2 separate regions of the Pan troglodytes genome follow, and region 2 is linked to region 1. A link is a contact called in public HiChIP or PLAC-seq data. All regions are on one chromosome and are shown on one strand. The core of a region is the stretch at or near the end of the contact, and the rest is flanking DNA. Distances in the headings are between cores, read along the strand shown.

Region 1 (3,397 bases), core at 701-3,200:
TACATGTTATTTTTCAAATAGCTATCAAATTAATATTTGTCTCTTCCTCTACTGTAAATTTTATGAAGCGGATACCAAGTCTGTCTTTGCTCTTCTTAGCACAGTGCTTGGCAAAGGAAAGCACTGAAATATTTGTTAAGTAAATCTTGGAAGTAAAGCAAAGCAATAAAGCAAACCAGTGACACCAGTGGTTACCAGTCTGTAGTTTCGGATGTCTTCAGAAGTTGTATGAATGTTTCCTATCTGCTATAGTTCTTCTCCATCCTCACTAATATAAGCTTTCAAATATACCCATGTTCAGGTTCCAAAGATTCCAGTTTGACTGGGATGGGGTTGGCCAAGGCCAGTAATGAAGACTCTCTAAATAATTCTAATCTGCAAGTCAGGTTGGAAAGCTCTGGTGCTGCTCCCACCAGCTTCAGTTCTGGTGTGAAGGCCTCCAACCTGACCTCTGCTTTTGAATTTGACCAACTGCCCTCACCCTTGGTTGAATTATCATTTCCTATCTACATAATAGAGGAAAAAATATGGGAAGCGGCAGCTTTACGGGCAGGACTTAGGAGGATGGAACAAACGAGTAAGGTTCGTGCTGTTCAGACAATTGTAATCCTGGCAGCAAACCTGTTGGGCGACTCCAGGCCCATGCAATCGCCAACCCACTCTCATTCAGGGCGTTCTGCCCCTAGAGGGCGAGCGCATCAGGTCATGAACCTTTCTTTTTTTTTTTTTTTTAATGAGATTTTATTTATACTAAGAGCCAACACAGAGTTTCCTACTGTGTAAAAGAATGGTGGCTTTGATTGCCTTAAAGGCTGAACTCCGCAAGCCATCCCTTCTGGGCGTTGCTCCCCAAGGTAGATCACTGAGTCCGTTTCCTTCCCACTTGTCTCTCGCTCCACATCCGCCCACCTCTGCCCCTTTCCACGGTCCGTTTACCCCCATTCTTGAACGATTCCATCGGAATTCCCCAACCCTGTTCCAAGTGTGACCCCAAGATATGAGGCCGCCCTTCCTGAAGCCACCGCAGGCTCCTCCAGCAGGCAGCCCCGGGAGCAGGGAGCTGGGCGGCCGGGGGCCCCGCGCGCCACGGGAGGCAGAGGTCGCTCCCCGATCGCGGGAAACCGGGACTCACGTGTGGATCTGCTGGAGGTCAGGGGGCCGGTAACGTTCACCTGGCCTCGGAAGGCGGGTCCCCGAGCGGGAAGCGTCTCGCGCAGCCGGGCTGCGGAGCCACCCCCTCGGTGGGCGATCCCCTCACTCCCTAACTTGGGAGCCACAAGCCGCGAGTCCACGGCCCTGGGCGAAAAGAGTCACATTCCCTCCCCACTCCCTCAAGGGAAAGGGAGCGAAACACGCTTTCCGGACCCGGCACAACAGGTCCTTCGGGCAGCCGCGAGGTGGGGAAGGCCAGGGGCGACTGGCTGCGGAAGAGGGTAGAGCATTCCACGGGCGCATTTCCTGAGGAGGGGCCTCTCCACTTACGGATCCCCTGTCACTTTATTGATCCCCAGACCCACAGCAAATCCTGAGTTTGGGCAGCAGGCATTATACCGAAGGCGCGGGTGGGAGTGGAGTTCTGGATGTGCAACACGGCACCAATCTGTTCTGTCCGAGAGCGAAGTTAGGTGGTGCAGGAAAACAGCCTTTATGCGCGCCCCAGGACCTGACTCTCGGGGCGATCGGCGACCACTCACCTTGTGCCTGCGCCTCCATGGTTGCTGACTTCGAGCTGAGGGCGGCGGGGACACCCCGGTGCTTCCCAGAGCAGATGGCAGCTGCGCCCAGGCTCAGAACGCAGCTGGCCCCGCCGCTCTCTCCCACTCCTGGCACGCGTGTCGCGAGCGCTGCGCGGAGGGGGTTGGGGACGCAGGCAGCCGCCACTAGCCGCTTCTGGTTACCTCCGCCCCTTCCAGTCCACCTGGCCCAAACCAAGCTGGAACAAGCTCGCCGCTGGGCGCCACCTGCCGGCGCTCTATACAGCAGGCGGAAGGCACCCACTCCCGGCGCTATACGGATATACCGCAGAGATATTGCAGGTTAGGTTCCAGACCCCCGCAATAAAGCGAGTATTGCAACAAAACGAGTCACACGAATTTTTCAGTTTCCTAATGCACATAAAAGTTACGTTTGCACTGTGCTGTAGTCTATTAAGCATGCAATAGCATGATGTCTAGAAAGAGCAATGTACCTACCTTAACTTAAAAAGATATTTTATTTCTAAAAAATGCTAAAGATCATCTTCACCTAATGGGAATCCTTTTGGTGGTGGAAGGCATTGCTTGGATGTTGATGGCTGCTTATTGATCCTGGTAGTGATTGCTGAAGGCTGGAATAGCTGTGTCAATTTCTTAAAATGGGACAACAATGAAGTTTGCTGCATCAATTTACTCTTCCTTTTATGAAAGATTTTTCTGTAGCATGCAATGCTGGTTGATAGCATTTTATCTACATTATAACTTTTTTCAAAATTGGAGTCAATCATCTCAAACCCTGCCATTGCTTTATCAACTAAGTTTATATAATTATAAATCCTTTGCTGTCATTTCAACAATGCTGTGAACAACTTCACCAGGAGTAGATTCCATTTCAAGTAACCATTTTCTTTGCTTGTCCGTAAGAAGCAACTCCTCAACCATTCAAGTCTTATGAGATTGAGCAATTTACTCACATATTCAGGCTTCACTTCTAATTCTAGTTCTCTTGCTATTTCTACCATATCTGCGGTTACTTCCTGCTTTGAAGTCCTGAACTCCCAAAGTCATTCAGGAGGGTTGGAATCAACTTTTTCCAAACTCCTGTTAATGTTGACTTTTTGACTTCCTCCCATGAATTATAAATGTTCTTAATGGCATCTAGAATGGTGAATCTTTTCCAGAAGGTTTTCAATTTACTTTGCCCAGATCCAACAGAAGAATCACTATTAATGGCAGCTATCTATTTATTTCTTAAATAATAAGGCTTGAAAGTCAAAATTACTCCTTTATCCATGGGCTGCAAGATGAATGTTGTTTTGCCAGGCATGAAAACAACATTAATCTCTTCGTACATCTCCATCAACTGTTGAGTGACAAAGTATATTATTAACCAATATTAAGCAATAATATTTAGAAAGAAACATTTTTTGAGCAGTAAGTCTTAATAGTGGGCTTAAAAATATTCAATAAACCATGCTGTAAACAGATGTACTGTCATTCAAGTTTTGTTGTTCCATTTATAGAGCACAGGTGGAATATATTTAGCATAATTCTTAAGGGCTTTAAAATTTTCAGAATGGTAAATGAGCTTTGGCTTCAATGTAAAGTCACCAGCTACTTTTGCCCGTAACAAGAGAGTCAGTTTGTCCTTTGAAGCTTTGAAACCAGGTATTGACTTCTTTGTAGCTGTAAAAGTCCTTGGT
Region 2 (3,445 bases), core at 835-3,334, 140 kb before region 1:
CTTCTTTTTAATCCTTGATCCCTCCATTTTTTAATTTTTAATTTTTTAGAGACAGGTTCTGTTTCCCAAGCTGGAGTGATCATAACTCACTGCAGTTTCAAACTTCTGGGCTCAAGTGATCCTCCCATCTAAGCCTCCCAAGTAGCTGGGATAAAGGCACAAACCACACCTGGCTTGATATTTCCTTTATTTAGCACCACTTACCATCATAAAAATGGCTTCCAGGTCATTATCCTAACCACGTTTAATACAAGCCCCAATGTCCTTGGCATTTATTTGGTTCTTAGTCATATTTAATCTTGTTGCTGAACCAGTCTTCAAAAAAATTATTTCATGCCTTCTTTCTCCTTGTATTAGTCCATTCTTGCATTGCTATAAAGAACTACTTGAGACTAGGTAATTTATAAAGAAAAGGTATTTCATTGGCTGTACAGGAAGCATGGCTACAGAAACTCACAATCATGGTAGAAGGTGAAGGAGAAGCAGGCATCGTCTTCACCTGGCAGAGCAGAAGAGAAAGAGAGCAAAGGGGAGAAGTGCTACACACCATTAACCAGATCCCATGAGAACTCACTCACTATCACAAGAACTGCAAGGGGGAAGTCTGCCACCATGATCCAATCACCTCCCACCAGGCCCCTCCTCCAACTTTGAGGATTACAGTTTGACATGATATTTGGGTGGGGTCACAGAGCCAAACTATATCACTCCTTAAACCTCAAATGCCTCCTCCTCTATTCACAAACATTCTAGCCTCCTTTCTTCCCAGAGGCCTAGCAAGATTGCACTCCACAGGCCCCCTTTGAAGTTAGACGTGGCAGTGTTACTTATTTCACCAATGATACGTAGACGAAAGGTCATATATCACTTCCAGAGACAGGCTTTAAGAGCCAGAGTGCCACTTTTCTTTTTTCCAATTCTGGCAAAAGAGAGCAAAGAAAGCCTCCTAGCTCCCTGAGTAAGGTTAGAGCAAGCAGCATCCTCTAGCTGATCTACAATAGACACTTAGCATGAGAGAGAAATAAACCTTTGATGTGTTAAACTGCTGAGATACAGGAAATAAGGAGGTTGTTTGTTATTATAACATCCCAGCCTATACTTTGCTTCCTAATTTGGTGAGAAAATAGAAGCAATCAGAAGAGAACTTCTACAACCTCCCATGACCACATGTGTGACTGATTAGTCACCCTATACTCTGTCCTCCTCCAATATTTGAATGAATTCTCCATATTCCTAACTAAAGCCCATCTTTTATCTTGTACACCAGATGGGAATATTTTTCCTTACTCAAGGCTGACATTCAAATATTTCTCTTCTTTGTCTCTTATATAATCAATGTTTCCCTTTCTACTAGATCCCCTTCATCAGTAAATAAACATACATAATATCTCCTGTTTTGAAACAATCTCTCCACTAGTTAACAGCACCCCAACCCCATCTCCAATGTGCTGTAATACTTGCTCCTATTCTCTTCAGAATTATCTCACTAGGTTCTGCTTGTCCCACTACACTGAAAACTACTTTTGTCAGGGTAACCAATAATATTGAATTTACTAAGTCTGGAAGTCAAACCTTGGTCCTTACATTGACTTGGTTGACCATATTCCTTCCTTCTTGAAATATTTTTGTACATGGCTTCCAGGACACAACTATCCTACCTACTAATCCTCTTCCTACCTCACTGGCTGTTCCCTCTTGATCTCACAAAGTCTAAATGTTGGGGTTCAGGTCTTGGGTGTCTTTTCTTCCTCATTCACACCCTCTTGCCAGGTGACCTCATCCAGTTTCATGGTTTTACACTGTCAACTGAAGAATAACGAGGTTCATAAATTTAGAAAGGAGAGCTTTATTTTTCATAAAGAGTACTGAGTGTCAAGTATGTGCCAAGCAAGGTGTCTGCCACTGACGGAGCAATGCCCAAGCAGCGGACACCAAGGCCAAGAAGGCGAAGGCTGGACAGAAGGTCCTGAGAAAACCGTGAGAATATGGAGGAGGGGGAGGAGGAATAAGAACAGGAGGAGGAGGGGGAGGAGGAATAAGAACAGGAGGAGGAGGAAGAGGAGGGGGAGAGAGGAAGAGGGGCAGGAGGAAGAGGAAGAGGAGAAAGCGGAAGTGGGGGAGGAAGAAGAGGAGGAGGAGGAGTTGGAAGGGGAGGAGGAAGAGGGGGAGCAGGAAGAGGGGCAGAAGGAAGAAGAAGAGGGGGAGGAGAAAGAGAAAGAAGAGTAAGAGGAGGGGGAAGAAAGACAAGGGGAAGGGGAGGAGGAGGAGGACGGGGAGGAGCTTCGCCGCGGCCTGCTCCGCCCAGCCGGGGTCGGTGGCCGCATGGCTTCGGTCTCCTCTGCGACCTTCTCGGGCCACGGGGCTCGGTCCCTACTGCAATTCCTGCGGCTGGTAGGGCAGCTCAAGGTGAGCGGGCACCAGGCCGGGAGGCCGCGGCCGAGCGGGCGGGACTGTGGGGCGGCGGAGCTTCCGGCCTCCCCGCTCGGCCCGCGGTCTTTCCCCTTCCTGCGCCGCGTCAGCCACGCCGAATTCGGGAAAGGCCCCAGTCCTGCGGATGCGGCCGCGCGTCGCCGACGGTGGACGGAGGAAGCAGCCGGCGGGACAGGCTGGCCAGCTGGGGCGGCCCGGAGTCTGAGCCTAGAGCCTGGCGCCGCGAGGTCCGCCCTGCAGCCGCGCCGGTTCCCGGAGAGCAGCCGGCCTGGCCCTGCCTGCACTGAGCTTTTCCGGGGCTCACGACCCCAGAACTCATGTGTGTGTGTGTGTGTGCGCGCGCGCGCGCGCGCTCACGACCTGTGTGTGTGTGTGTGTGTGTGTGTGTGTGTGTGTGTAAAGCGCGGCTGCTTCTGAGCACGGGTGGGAAGAACAGAATCTGTCGGCTCTTCAGATTTTAAGTGGAGCTTTTTATGTCTGTCTCACAGTTACTTCCAGAAACAAGACTTTTCTCCCGGCCACCCCGCAAACGGGATTTAATGTAATACACACGAGTTTCATCATGTGCGTCTTCCCTGTCTCTCTCCCAAGTTCAAAGTAAATTATCCGTTTCATGCCACTCTGACTACTATTTATAACATTCCTTAGAGATGTAGAATTCTGAGGAAGAAATGCAGTTTCACAAGATGAAGTTATGATGTGAATAAAAGGAAGAGTCACGGCTGGTGGTAGCATCAAGCAGTTAGAAGTGCCCTTATCCCTTGTGCCTCAGAATTTGGAAGCCTATCACTCGTTCACTTTCAGACCCTTCAATACAGTGTTTTCTGCTTGTGTAGGATTATTTGAAGGCACAAAGCCGCAACTCTTGTTCGGAAAAATGCAGTTTTGTTTTTGTTTAAAGGACTTGCATATGTTCCATAATTATACATCAGTAACAGAGTAATTTGACGAATGGACTTTGTGACTTAACTCTCTCTGTCTTCTACCCTTTCATTCTCTGAGCTCTCTAGTTCAT

Evidence for each region. HiChIP or PLAC-seq counts read pairs in DNA pulled down with a chosen protein or histone mark.
Region 2: a contact with region 1 is called in an H3K4me3 HiChIP or PLAC-seq map of stem cell-derived excitatory neurons, with 4 times the contacts expected there. The contact joins the promoter of HDDC2 here to the promoter of TPD52L1 in region 1. A contact is called at or near these places in 1 of 7 Hi-C or Micro-C datasets (stem cell-derived neural progenitor cells) and 1 of 1 datasets of contacts at active chromatin or transcription factors (stem cell-derived excitatory neurons).

What each region holds. Positions count from the first base shown.
Region 1 is chr5:137,035,800-137,039,196 of NHGRI_mPanTro3-v2.0_pri, reverse strand. It overlaps TPD52L1 (TPD52 like 1), which reads right to left and starts at 1,950. Exons shown (of 5, transcript XM_003311464.5): 1 at 1,695-1,950. The coding sequence starts at 1,713.
Region 2 is chr5:137,180,244-137,183,688 of NHGRI_mPanTro3-v2.0_pri, reverse strand. It overlaps HDDC2 (HD domain containing 2), which reads left to right and starts at 2,084. Exons shown (of 6, transcript XM_001152848.8): 1 at 2,084-2,406. The coding sequence starts at 2,323.